Regions from separate parts of the Mus musculus genome. Here regions 2 and 3 are each linked to region 1. A link is a contact called in public promoter capture Hi-C data. All regions are on one chromosome and are shown on one strand. The core of a region is the stretch at or near the end of the contact, and the rest is flanking DNA. Distances in the headings are between cores, read along the strand shown. Region 1 holds the start of Zfp78 (zinc finger protein 78). Region 2 holds the start of Ndufa3 (NADH:ubiquinone oxidoreductase subunit A3). Region 3 holds the start of Leng1 (leukocyte receptor cluster (LRC) member 1).

What was found. Promoter capture Hi-C pulls out the DNA fragments that hold promoters and counts their contacts. Capture Hi-C pulls out chosen DNA fragments and counts their contacts.
Region 2: a contact with region 1 is called in a promoter capture Hi-C map of liver, with 5 times the contacts expected there. The contact joins the promoter of Ndufa3 here to the promoter of Zfp78 in region 1. A contact is called at or near these places in 1 of 39 promoter capture datasets (liver), 2 of 484 Hi-C or Micro-C datasets (B cells and CD4 T cells), 1 of 115 datasets of contacts at active chromatin or transcription factors (astrocytes) and 1 of 9 other capture datasets (adipose tissue).
Region 3: a contact with region 1 is called in a promoter capture Hi-C map of adipose tissue, with 4 times the contacts expected there. The contact joins the promoter of Leng1 here to the promoter of Zfp78 in region 1. A contact is called at or near these places in 2 of 39 promoter capture datasets (liver and pre-B cells) and 1 of 9 other capture datasets (adipose tissue).

The regions. Positions count from the first base shown.
Region 1 is chr7:6,361,351-6,365,942 of GRCm38.p6, forward strand. Zfp78 (zinc finger protein 78) reads left to right here and starts at 1,958. Exons shown (of 5, transcript NM_001025163.1): 1 at 1,958-1,997.
Region 2 is chr7:3,615,381-3,619,972 of GRCm38.p6, forward strand. Ndufa3 (NADH:ubiquinone oxidoreductase subunit A3) reads left to right here and starts at 1,993. Exons shown (of 4, transcript NM_025348.3): 1 at 1,993-2,027; 2 at 2,237-2,311; 3 at 4,050-4,127. The coding sequence starts at 2,018. It overlaps Oscar (osteoclast associated receptor), which reads right to left and starts at 777. Exons shown (of 5, transcript NM_001290377.1): 1 at 661-777; 2 at 104-136. The coding sequence starts at 697.
Region 3 is chr7:3,663,561-3,668,152 of GRCm38.p6, forward strand. It overlaps Leng1 (leukocyte receptor cluster (LRC) member 1), which reads right to left and starts at 2,280. Exons shown (of 4, transcript NM_027203.3): 1 at 1,756-2,280; 2 at 122-301. The coding sequence starts at 1,887. Tmc4 (transmembrane channel-like gene family 4) reads right to left here. Exons shown (of 15, transcript NM_181820.2): 11 at 3,881-4,064; 12 at 3,488-3,618; 13 at 3,259-3,414; 14 at 2,542-2,620; 15 at 2,194-2,448. The coding sequence ends at 2,380.

The sequences.
Region 1 (4,592 bases), core at 708-3,207:
TTCCAGGTACTGTCAAAACTGAATTGATGACAACTAGCAGATATCTTTTATGGAATAGGTTTTCAAAGATGTTGAAATGTTATCTGAAGAAATCAGGAAATGTATGACACACCCTCCCTACTTTATATTTCTTTATAGCCCCCCATTTGTCAGGTCTGCTTTATCTGTGGAAATTAAGATCCAAGAAGCCAGGGAACTGTCTTTGCTTCTTCTCTCTCTTCATCCACATGGCCTCGTTTTATTTGTTTCAGCTTTTAATACAACTATCGATTTCTTGGTTCTTCAATGCAGGGTTAATTTCTAGTTTGGCAAAAGGCAGAAAAAAAAATCTGACTCTTGGGGTTGGGGATTTAGCTCAGTGGTAAAGTGCTTGCCTAGCAAGCCCAAGGCCCTGGGTTCGGTCCTCAGCTCCGGAAAAAGGAAAAAAAAAAGAAAAAAAAAGAAAAAAAATCTGACTCTTATATTTTGGTTCCTATGACATTGTCGTATTTGCTGCTTCCAACATTATGACATTCCCATTTTGTAGGTGAAACATATGCTGGTTTGCTGATCCCAGAGGTGATCAACATGAGTGGGAGGGAGGAGACAATCAGATGTAGAATAGTGGCTGTTTTTATTGTAGCAAAGCTTTCCCGCAAAGATCAAACTTCCAAGCCTTGCGTCGTGGGGGCTCACACCATTGATTTCAATTTGGAAGAAAACGAATGGATACAGAAAGATCAAGAGTTACCCATTTCGGAGGTTAGTCTGGGCTAACCACCTCAAATCTCCCTCTACAAAAATTATAATCTCAAAAACTAACAATAAAGATCGAGCTTGGTTAAGTAAGGGACAGTGACATCAAGGAGGCTCACAAAAGAGTGTGAGGGAAGCCTCACGAAAGGGTGGGGAGCCTAACAAAGAGCTGGCGCAAGACTCGCCCTAACCGACACGGCTAGGAATCCTGGGCAACCCTTCTGTATAATCACGCACTCAGCCACACACTGTCACAGCTCCAATCCGTTCTGCAAACAGTCTTAAATGGTGCCTTTCTCCTCAAATTCTGCCCTTTTTCTCTGACTCCTCTGAGAAGCCGCCCCTTCTCCTTCAAGCCCCGCCCTCACCTCGGGCTGCGGGGAGAACCTCCCTACTTGCTAAGCCCTGCCCCTCATCTCAGAATGCTGTAAACCCTCCCCTTTTCTGCTTAGCGCCAGGCTCACCATGCACTACGCTGAAAACCTGCTCTTTCGCCTCAAGCCCCGCCGCCCTCTAGATTTTGCTGAGAACCCGCCCCTTCTATACTAAGTCCCGCCCTCTAGAATCTGCTGAGAACCCGCCCCTTCTTCAAGCCCCGCCTTCACCTCTGACTGTGAGGAGAACCGCCCTACTGGCTAAGCCCCGCCCCTTCAGATTGCCGAGAACCCACTCCTTCAATGCTTAGCACCGCCCTCACACGAGCCGCTGAGAACCCGCCCCTTCTCCTCCAAGCTCCGCCCTCACCTCCGGAGGCGGAGACCAACCGTTCTTGCTAAGCCCCGCCCTCACCTCGGATTCTTCTGAGAACCCGCCCCTCCTCTAATCCCTGCCCTCACCTCACCTCACACAGAGCTGAGAACCCGCCCTACTTGATAACCCCGCCCCTCACCTAATACGGATAAGCTCCCGCCCCTTACCCACTTAGTACCGCCCTCTCCAGGGACTCTGCTGAGAACACGCCCCTTCTCCACCAAGCCCCGCCCCTTACTCCAGTTTCTTCTGGGAACCTTCCTATCTAAGCCCAGCCCCTCACATCAAACTTCTGAGACCCTTGCTCTTCTCTGCTTAGCTTTGCCTTCACCCTCAGTCTAAGAAACTGTTCTCCGTAGTACCCGCTTCTCATCGCAGACTTCGCTGAGTACACGCCCCTTCAGCCCCACCTTTCTCAGATTAAGCTCTTAGGTCGTCGCTGGCAGAGGCTGCGCTTGCGCACACATAGCTTGTAGGAAACCTCCCAGCGTTCCTCGGTTGACAGCGTCTGGGTAAGGCAGCTAGCGGGCGCTTGTTAGGGAGTGGGAGCCCGAGCGCTGCGGGCAGGGGAGATCCTCGTGGTCCCTGTGTTTTCTGTCTGGAGGTAGGCAGGCGGTTGCGTGGAATCTAGGGGGCACGAAAGCTCAGACGACTGGGCGTCCGGATCTAAGTCTGTGCTTGGGTGTGCCAGGCCCGTGCGTGTGTGAAAGGAACTGGGCTGTAAGTTTTCGGTGTGAGAGAGGGAGACAGAGTCTGAGAGAAATAAGTGCTGTGATTGTGAGAGAACTGTGAAATGTATGATGATAAGTGTGTCTTCCAGTGATCTGCATTACAGCACTTAAATGCTTGGAATCTCCAAAGTAATAAATACCTTGTTGACTGCTCTTGATTGATGGCTGACAAGACTCAAGGTAGTTTCAGAGTCGGTGCTGATCATCGCAGACGCTAAACGGGATTAGAGGATCAGTCCCAAACCCCATCCAGGAGAGGACAGGAGCTGAGGTTGATCACCAGATGCCAGTCCTTTTGTTGATGTTTCGAGACAGAATGTCATGTAATCCAGCAGTCCTCAAACTCTTTATGTAAGTAGAGGATGAGTTTGGAACTCTGATCTTCCTAACTCAGCCTTCCAAGTGCTGTAATTACAGGCGTGTGCAACCCACACTCAGATAAATGATTTACACAGCCATGCTTACGTGATGAAGTGTCCATAGCGACTCAAAAGGAAAGGATTCAAAGAGCTTTCTGACAGGAGTATTGTATCCCTGCATAGAAATCCTGAGAGGCCGTTGAGGGAAGTGGGTAAAGTGAAGATAGGATTGTGTTGGAGACTTCAAGATGTTGGAGATACTAGAGTCGTGGGGTAGCTGCAGCCTGAGTGTGGAACCAGCCCAAGACAGAGAAGTACGTGGCAGTCAGCAAAGCTGAAAGGATTCGGAGATCTGAATGACACAGAGATGCAGAATTTAGAGTTTGCCCTGCTTGTTTTCCGTCTTTGTTCTTTGGTCCAGTATTGATTTTCTTATTGTGCTCCTTTCTCTCCCTTTTGGAATGTGTTTTTATTTTTAAAGATTTATTTATTTTTGCTTGTATGGATATTTTGCCTGCATGCACAAATATGTACACCAAATGCATGGCTGGAGGCATGGATCTCCTGGAACTAGAGTTACAGGCAGTTGTAAGCTGCCATGTGGGTGCTGGGAATTGAACCCCAGTCCTCTAGAGGAACATCCAGTGTTCCTAACTGCTGAGTCATTTCTCCAGCCCCACTTTTGGAAATAATGTGTATGCTTTGGCATTGTATGTTGCGAGCATGTGATCTGCTTTTTAATTTTGACTTTACAGGGCTACAGTTATGAGATTGCATGAGTCTCAGAAGAGATTTTGACTTTGGACTTTAGTGTTGAGACTGTGATAGACTATGAAGGCCTTTGAAGTTGAACTGAGTGCATTTTTGCATTATGATATGGCTACAAGCCTAAGGGGGCCAGGGAGTGAAATGTGCTGGTTTGAATAAGAATGGCCCTCATAGGCTCATATACTTGAATGCTTAGTCATCAGGCTACTACTTGAGAAGAATTAGAAGGTGTGGCCTTGTTGGAGTGGGTGTAGTCTTGTTGGGGTAGGTGTGGCCTTACTGGAGGAAGTATGTCACTGGAGGTAGGCTTTGGGGATTCAAACGCCCAAGCCAGGCCCAGTGGCTCTTTCTTCCTGATGCCTGTGGTTCTGGGTGTAGAACTTTCAGTTACTTCCCCAGAACTTTGTCTGTCTGTCTGTCTGTCTGCCTGTGTGCCACTATGTCCCTACCCTGATGATAATGAACTAAACCTCTGAAATTAAGCAGGCCTCAGTGGAATACTTTCTCTTACAGGAGTGCCATAGTCACAGTGTCTCCTGGTAGATGTTAGAGGATATAGGAAGTGAGGGTTAACTGAAAGGACAACTCCAATGCAGAATTCATGAAGATGTCATCTATGATAGGGTGAGACTTTGGGGTGATACAGAAGTTTTGGGGTTACCCATGCTCCTATAAATAATTCTTTACCCGTGCTCTGTAAAAAAGCCCAATAAACCTGTTGTTCCACCAAGTTGGATTTTTGTGGGATTATTACGTAGGTCTGTCCCCTATCTGAGGTAAACAGAGTTTGTTCTAAAACTCAGAAAAAGCTCATGCAATGAGAACCAGATATACTAATATATCAAATATCAGCAAATGCATGAAGCTCTTTGGAGAAGTTGAATGAAAAGGGTCACGGCACACACTTGTGTATGTGTGTATATGTGTGTGTAAGAAAGAAACTGGGCTGTGAAAAACTATGTCGGTGTGCACAGTAAGATTGGAGTATGCCTGTGTCTGGCCTGTGTGTGCGCACATTTGACTGACAGGGATGAAAAATATCAGTGGGTGGGTTTTTTGTGTAAGAAAGTAACTGGAATGTAAGTTCCTAGGATGTGTGTGTGTGTGTGTGTGTGTGTGTGTGTGTGTATGTGTGTGTATGTGTGTGTGTGTGTGTATGTGTATGTGTGTGTGTATGTGTGTGTGTGTGTGTGTGTATGTGTGTATGTATGTGTTTGTGTGAGAGTGTGTGTGTATGTGTATGTGTGTG
Region 2 (4,592 bases), core at 743-3,242, 2.7 Mb before region 1:
GGAATGAGGGAATCTGGGGTGAAGCTAGGCACAAAGATAAAATGAGTTGTTGGAGGCGAGGTGTGAGCAGCATAGCATAGAGCAGGTGGAGTCTCCCACTCACCTGTTGGTGTGAAGTCAGCACGGCATGCAGGCCCTGCAGAAGGTGAAGAGTTGGTTTTTACAAAGCCCTTTGTGGACTACCGTCTCCCCTCTAAGGAGCCCTAGACTCTGATTACATGAAGCCTGCCACCGTCTTTTTTAGGATCAAGCAAAACTCTGTACTTCCATTCCCCATACTTAAGAAGCTGCTGTCTGACCCAAGAGGACAGGCCTCTGTTCCCCACCTTTCCTAAGAACAATACTTTGCTCCTTGGGGTTTCTCTGCCTTGGGGTTTGAAGGTTTAGATGCCCCCTCCCTCCAGCACAGTAGACTTGCCCATTTACCATGAGAACTGAATACATTCTTTGACCCCTAGATATCCCTTACTCTCCTCTGCCTGGAGATCCAGAGAAACCTATGCTCACCCCCGACCCAGCAATCTGTCTTCCCCCGTTTAGGACTCAGGTATCTGGGTACCAGTCCTGATTCCTTTTTCTAAATTGGATGTTGAATTCCATATGAACAGATATAGCCCTCAGCCCAGCCAAGGATCCACACACAGGGGAGGGACAGCTCACAGAGAGTCGACAGCTGGAGTATCAGCGACAGGACCATGGTGGGCACTCTCCGTGGAGCTGAGGAAAAGGTTGACCCTGCCTTTTTCACTCTGAGGAAATGAAGCAACACCAGAAAGCCATGTGAGAGTCCTGTTTAGGGAACAGAGGAGTCAGGTGGAGGCTCCTGGGTAACTGTGTCATAGTTTCATTGTCTTGGAAAAAGTTGCAAGATGGAACAGTCATAGCCTCTGGTGTTCTTTAATTTAACTTAAAAGTTGGGGAGGAGGGCTGAGGACGTTGTCGCTAAGTAGAAGACCACTTGCCCAGAGTAGCCTCAGCACTGAGGAGAGAAAGGAAAGGGGCAGGTGGGAGGAAGAAAAATGGAAAAGAGGAAAAAAACAACAACAACAACAAAAAAAACAAAACAAAAAGGTAGAAAGGGAAAAAGAAGCTTGCTGTACAATATGTACTATGCCGGTAACAAGAGAAGGCTCAGACTCCATTACTGCTCTCACTGTCCAGTCCAGATATGTTAATTTTTTTAAGTGATGTGCATTATCTTAGAGGCTCAGGCTTGTAATCTCACCAGCTTGAGAAACCAAGGCAGGAGGCTGTCAAGTTCAAAGATTGCAGGGCCAACTTGAGCCATTTAATGCCCTGTCTCAAAATAAAAAGTAATGAAAGGGCTGAAAAATGTGGCTCAACAATAAAAGATATGCCTAAAATCCACCAGCAGGGACCTGGGATAGTAGAATCTATCAGCAAGTGGACGGAGGAGTGGCTCAATCGGAGATGGGTAGCCTAGCCTGTCCTGGTTTCAGTTTTCAGCACTAAGGGGCAGATGGAGGGAAAAGCCATGATCTGCATGCTAGTAACACAAAGCACAGGCAGTCCTTAATATATTTGGGATTAATTTAGAATTTCCAGAATGAGCTTATGTCTAGATGTGATCTCAATGTAAAGCTGACTTTTTTTTTTTTAAGGTTTATTTATGAGTACACTGTTGCAGTCTTCAGACACACCAGAAGAGGGCGTCAGATCCCATTGCAGATGGTTGTCAGTCACCATGTGGTTACTGGAAATTAAACCTTTGGAAGAGCAGACAGAGCTCTGAGCCATCTCTCCAGCCCAAAGCTGACTTTATTACAGGAGAACGTTATGTTACTTCTCCGATGCATTTGCTGAGTTATAAACTATAAGAAAATGGTGAGGCCAGCAGGTGTTCAAGGTGGTTTAAATCTTTCAGTCCTCTTAAGCCTCACTCCAGAACTACAACTCCCGAAAGGGTCCACGTCCTCGCCCAAGGGGCGGGGCCTCACGCAAGGAGAAGGACCACAACTCCCAGAGAGCTCCGCTCCTTGTCGCCGCCAAGAACAAGATGGCCGGGAGTAAGTACAGGTTTGGAGCTCGCGGGGATCAAGTAGTTCCAGGAAACTGTGGGCTGATCCGTGGCTGAGTCTCAGTGGAGCCTTGGGGACCGGTAATCCGTCCCAGAATAGGGGCGCGGCAGTCACGAGGGTGCAGAGCAGGGGTGATACGAGAGTGTTAGAGGTCACCGCAGTAGTCCCCAAGGGTGACTGTCTTCTCACCTCTCTAGGAATCTCTGCCTTCCTCAAGAATGCCTGGGCGAAGGAGCCGGTGCTGGTGGTGTCCTTCTCTGTCTGGGGCCTCGGTGAGTGCCCCCTTCCCCGGCGCGAAAGTGCATCCTCCACCCGGAAGTCATCAGCATTCCACGGCACAGTTTCATCTCGCATCCCCTTGCCAGCCATATCCTGACATTACTGTCGCTCTTCCCTCACCACACACAAGAGGTGCACATTCAACTCAGTTTGACTCTGTAGGCAGAACTCCTCGGCGAAGTCTGACTTATGCAAATCTCTCAGCAAGCCTCCCACCTTGCAGTGGGACAGGGTTACTCACAGTTCTGATGCATTGAAGCCCGGGAGATGGAGGTGACCTGTTAAATTTTCATTCTGAAAGTCTGGGGTGAGGCCTTGGATTTGGCAGCCATCACAGTACCAAAATTGTCAGTATTGCTGGCCTGGAGTGTGACAGAGAAGTTCTAAAACCCACCACCAGCTATCTACCACCCTGACTTTCAAAGACCTAGAATGCTCTAATGTATGTGGTTTTAATTGATTATATGTTGAAATAGTGATTTAATGTATACTTGGTTCGTTCTTAAAGTTAAAATTACATTTTTTAAGGTGTGTGTGTGTGTGTGTGTGTGTGTGTGTGTGTGTGTTGGCTACCAGTTGGGTTTGGGGGGTCGGAGGACAACTTACTGGAGTCAGTGCTCATTCTGAGTTCCAGTGAGCAGGTAATTTTAACTATTGAGCTCTCTCACCACACTAAGGTTAAAAACTTCCTTGAACTGACTTCTTCTGAATCTTTTCAGTTTTCTTTTTTATAGAGGATACAAATCACTTAGCTCAAGTGGGCCTCAAACTCACAGCAGTCTGCCTTGGGTTCTTATGTGTTGATATCACACGCCTGAGCCACCATCCCTGCATATCTTTATTTTATTTTATTTTAATTATTATTATTATTATTTGGTTTTTCGAGACAGGGTTTCTCTGTGTAGCCCTGGCTGTCCTGGAACTCACTCTGTAGCCCAGGATGGCCTCGAACTCAGAAATCCACCTCTGCCTTCCAAGTGCTGGGATTAAAGGCATGCGCCACCACTGCCCGGCACGTATCTTTTCTTAAAAATGTGTGTGCGCCTCTGGAGGCAAGAAGAGGACGTAGGTTCTTTTTCCTTTGGAGTGGGAGATATTAGGCATTTATGAGCTGCCTGACATGGCTGCTGCGGATTGAACTCAAGTCTTCTGGACGACTAGAAAGTACTCTCCTTACCTGAAGAGCCATCTCCCAGCCCCCTCAGCTTTTACACACTATGTTATCTGTGTTTCTGTATCCACATATGTGGGAGTGCTCACAAAAGCCAGATACGTTTGTTGGATGCTGTGGAACTGGAGTCAAAAGGTGCTAGGAGCCAAACTCTGCAAAGCAGCAAGTGTTCTTAATTGCTGAGCCATCTCTAGCCCCTTAACATGTGTAGTTTAAGATGTGAAATTAACATGTGGTTATTAACTTGTATCAGCAACACTAACCTGATACATTCCTTTCATGGCTATAGCCCACATGGGCTAATCTAAAGGCTATCTATCGTGACCAGTCTTTGGACCTCATGTGTTCCTGAGTGCTTGTCTCCAACCTCTATGCTATTCTCCACTCTCAGGATTTACACTGACCCAGGTTAAGTGGGGATGGTTGAGTGCTGAGGACCCACCAAAGGGCCCTACTGGTTGTGCTGGCCTTTTCTCGCTCCCTTTTGCCAGGGCTTTTTCTACCCTTTCCCCACCCCTGGAGAGCTACTTCATCCTGGGGTCTTTTGTCTTTCTCCACAGCTATAATTATGCCCATGATTAGCCCCTACACCAAGTATGCTAGCATGATCAACAAGGCCACACCCTACAACTACCCAGGTGAGCAGGGACCTGTGTTGGGGGGAGGGCCAGACATCTGTGTAGGAGAGTCCTTAATGCATTGAAATGTTCTTTGTCCACGCTTTTTTTTTTCCTTTCCTTTTCTTTTCTTTTCTTTTTTCTTTTCTTTTGAGATAGGGTTTCTCTGTGTAGCCCTGGCTGTCCTGTAACTCACTTAGTAGACCAGGCTGGCCTTGAACTCAGAAATCCACCTGCCTCTGCCTCCCAAGTGCTGGGATTGAAGGGGTGCACCACCACCGCCCAGTTTGTCCACACTTTTAAGTTACCCTAACATGCTCTCTCCAGATTTCTGTTCATCTCCCAGTTCCTTTCTCTCTGTTGGAGAGATCTCCCTCACTTCCCTGTGTCTTTGCGTCTGTTGAATCTCTGGCCCTCACTTTCCTTTTTCCCTGGAATACAGACACAAACCAGCTGTTTTCTCCAGGACTCTGGAGAGCTGCTGCT
Region 3 (4,592 bases), core at 1,030-3,529, 2.7 Mb before region 1:
CAACTTACAGGTAATATCTCTCAGTCATATTCTAAAAATTTTAGAGTGCTTATCACCATATCCTAACAGTCACAGCCAGTCCCCACCCCCATGATTCCACCAAAAAATGAGGCCAACTTACCTTTTCCCGTCGCTTCTCTTCCTCATGCTCTTTATTGCCTCTGGGAACTCCTTTCCTTTCTTCCAGCAGCTCCCTAAACAGGTCCACAGGGCCAGAACTTGGAGCTCCTGGGTCTGCTGCTTCCAGCTCAGGCACTGAGTTTCGTTGCCTGGCTTTCTTCCGTAGGAATTCCGTACGGGCCTATGAAGGGTTATAGGGAAGACATTCAGAACCCAGAAGTGCTGAGGATACAAGAATGGTCCATGGGCAGGGAGGGCAGTGGTAGCACACACCTTTGAACCTAGCATTCAGGAGACAGAGGCACATGGATCTCTGAATTCAAGGCCAGCATGGTCTACAGAGTGAGTTAGTTCCAGGACTACACAGAAAAATCCTGTCTTGAAAAGAGGGGGTGGGGGTGGGGCAAATATTGAGAGCAAGAAGAGATACCATTTCTAACTTGGAGTGGAGAATCGATGTTTTTAGACAGTAAACTGGGCTATCAGAGATAGTTCAGAGAAGATCCCTGACCTAAAACAGAAGGCTTCCCAGTCTCAAGTGATGCAAGGAAAACCCACTCAGGTATAGGTATAGGTGGCTTGTTCAGCCATAGAGCCCCTGCCTTGTGTGTAGTTCCAAATTCAGTCCCCAACACAAGTATGTATATACTCCCAAACTTGTAAGGTAATCAAATATTGCTTTCTGGACAAAGGATCTAAATCCAAGGTATGGCTCCAGGTCACCACTCCAAGTACAACCTGACCCCAGATAGGGATGGTCTCTGATTCACAATTCTCCCCTTTCTGCAGCCTTAGTATCTGGGATTAATTACAAGCGTCACCTTTTTGTTTGTTTGTTTTGTTTTGTTTTGTTTTTTAAGACAGGGTTTTTCTGTGTAGCCCTGGCTGTCCTGGAACTCACTTTGTAGACCAGGCTGGCCTCAGAAATCCACCTGCCTCTGCCTCCCAGGTGCTGGGATCAAAGGCGTGCGCCACCGCCACTACCCGGCTTTTTTTTTTTTTTTTAAGCCCACACTAATTCATGATCAGATTGGCCAAGGGACTTAAGTGTAAACCAAACTAATCGAGTAACTTAGAGTCTGTGATGTGTGTGTGGTCTTCAATACTAGCGTTCAAGTGGAACAGGCAAGCTGAGTTCAAGACCAGCCTGGTCTACGTAGCCAGTTCCATAACAGCCACGGCTACACAGACCCTGTTCCAAATAAAACCTCCAGATGCTCTTTTCTTGGCAAGCAATGAGGGAGGGAGAAAAGACATGCCCAACGAAGTGGACCCCGGCTTGTCCGCCCTTTGCCCTCCTTGCTGAAGCCGTTGTACTCAGAGCAAGGTGACCGCACCCCTCCAAGTTGTTCTAAGAGGGAATTTCTCAAAGCAAGCGCTCAGAAGGAAGGGAGCATACACAGAGTGGGTGATCAGTAATTAACTTGTGCGGGCAACCTATAAAGTAATCAGAATATTTGTCCAACTCTTCCAGTATGCTAGTCTCTGGTCCCTCAACACCAGTGGGGAAATCTAGGAAGGTTTCTTGGAAGTTAGCACAGGATTTTCAGAGAAACATCGTCGAACACACAGACCCGCTCCCGGCACCGAGTGATAGCTAGGCCCGCCGCGCTTCTGGGCGGTCCCCAGGCTTACCTCTTGCTGGGCGAGCAGCACCCTCCGCTCCCGCTCCTTCTCCTCCTCCCGGGCCTGGGCCTCGTCGCGCCGCACGCGGGCAACATTGTCCTTGTTCCGGACGTGCCAGCTCTTCTTCGGCAAGATATTCATGGCTCCAGTGCCGACCTCGGACTGTCAGGCCCACTCTTCAGCACTTCCGATTGGCTCGAGGATGCTCCCGCCCCATGGTTCCACCCTTGCTCGTGCATTGGTTCTGGGCCAATTGTCACGTCCCATCCTAGCCTTGTTTAGAGATTATTGGCTGAGAGCCTTCCATCTCAGCCAATCCTAAGCATTTGTAACCTGAGTTGCTCCACCCCCGGACGCTGCTTGATGAGGCTGTTGCCTGTCTATTCCTTTAAGCAGACATAACCTAGCTCTTCAGGCCGATTTGGACCTGGCCCCTCCCCAAACCCCGTCCGAGGCTTCAGAACGGGGTTTCAAAACGCAAAGCGGCCTTGACTGTTGTTTATTAATACGGTTCAATTGAGAGTGTAGCATTCGGGTGGCAGAGGGCGGGGAATTTGGTTCCAGAGATGAAAGAGTCCCATCACTTGATATGAAGTCACTGAAGCTGAGGGGCTGAAGGTTCAGCCAGACTTATCAGGAAGTTCCATTCCTTGAGCTCAGAGCCACAGCTCGCTGGGCCAGGAAGACTTTATTCTGCACTTCCTGCGGGCAAAAAGGAGCGAAAGTGAAGCACACCTTTTCATTCTTCTTTCATAGTCTCATAGAGCCCTTTCCGGGGAAATCAGCCTGGCTCACCGTCTCTATCTGGCGTTTGAGCTCAGAGATGAGGCGTCCGTAACAGTTAGCCAGGGCTACGGTATACATCATCAGGATGCTATGGAAGACAGGAATGAAAATCACTCTAGAAAAACAATCATCTTCATCATATGGCTCCTTAGAAACCAGGCTGGAGAGATGGCTCGTAACCGGAGCACTGGCTGCACTTCCAAAGGACCGGGGTTCAATTCCCAGCCCCACATGGCAGCTTACAATTGTAACTCAAGTTCGTTACTTCACACAGACAGTCACACTGTCCAAATACCAACACACATAAAAATTAAATGAATAAGTAAATTAAAGAAACCAATATCAGGATCCTCAAATCCCTTAAAACCCTTTTTGAGACTCTGAACACAAGTCTTTATCCTCTCTCTTTAGACCCAAAAGTTCAGACCCTTTAACCAGAGGTTAAACTAGAGGTTCAGGCTCCATACCTCCTCCCCCTTCATCAAATCGATAAATCCACACCCTAGCCCTCCTTTCCTCAGACCAGGAATCCAAACCCAGATGTCTTTTCTTAGACCCTAAGCATTCACACTCCGACTCTCCTGCTCTTGATTTATAGGCATCCCGGCCAGCCCCACGTCTCTGTTGTATATAGGCACCCAGCCCACCTCTCTAGCACTCAGGTGCCCAGAAACTCCTTTCTCTTTCAAACACTAAATTACACACATTCAAAGTCTGACTGCTCACCTAGAGAGGATCAGAAGAGGTACAGTAAAAGCTTGGGTTCCCAGAAAGTAGAGAAAATTCTGGGCAGTCTGAGGGAGGCTCTCAATGGCCTCAGGGATCTGGGCCCAAATGGACAGCTTCCCGCGGAACGGGCCACACAGTTTCGAAGGTGGGATCCTGTAGGGGGAGACACACTGGATTCAGTCAAGTCGAGCTAGAGTGAGAACAAACAGAAGTCTCTCGTACTTACAGGAAGATACTGTAAAGCACGGGAACTGCAGAGATCGCCAGACCCACAAGGAGAACCAGGGGGAAAAAGAAGTTTGCCGTGGATGCTCGGAAGGTGCGGGAAGCCGGTGAGTAGATGGAGAAGAGGGTTATCTGGTAGGGAGAGGCGAGGAAATGGAGGTGTAAGACTCAAGAGTCAATCCTTTGCTTTTCCCTGTTTCTTATCTTGGAGCTTTGGCCTCCTTTGGGGGCTGGGACCAGATCTCTGAGCCAATAGGACTCTGACTTCCAGCTCCCTCCTCCCATCCTCAGGGCATAGTAATCAGGGCCCTGATAACCGTCCTCCTTTCTCTAGCCCAGGACTACAGCCTCCAACACCTGTCAGCTCAGACCCTAGGCTACTCCTCAGACTCACCTTCTTCAGGCAGAACAGTATGAGGAACTTAGCAGTGTTGATCAAAGGCAGTAAAGGGCAGAAGAAGCTTCCCACCCAGACCACGGTCTGCGCATAGATGAGCCCCAGCACCTCATCTGGCACCTGGAACTCCAGGGTTCCCGACAGACGACCCAGTGCCCCAGGACAGAGGCCACAGAGTATCCTGAAGGGCAGAGTGGGACAGTCATAGGCTGCCTTTTGGCTTTCCTAACTCTACCACCCAGCCCATTCCTTGATTTTATGTTTATTTTTTAAATATTTATTTTAAAAAAGATTTATTCATTTATTTTATGTATATGAGTACACTGTAGCTGTACAGATGGTTGTGAGTCTTCATGTGGTTGTTGGGAATTGAACTTAGGACATCTGCTTGCTCTGGTCAACCCCACTTGCTCATGCCCAACGATTTATTTATAAATAAATACACTGTTGCTGTCTTCAGACACACCAGAAGAGGGTGTCAGATCTCATTATGGGTGGTTGTTAGCCACCATGTGGTTGCTAGGATTTGAACTCAGGACCTTTGGAAGAGCAGTCAGTGTTCTTACCCGCTGAGCCATCTCACCAGCCCCAGCCCATTATTTTGAAAATGCTTTTGAGGAGCTGAGCTTTTGTGAGGTATGTCCAAGGACAAGCCTGATCTTAGTTAGCTGGCCTGAAACAATAAGATAGTAGGAGTTGACTGGGTAGT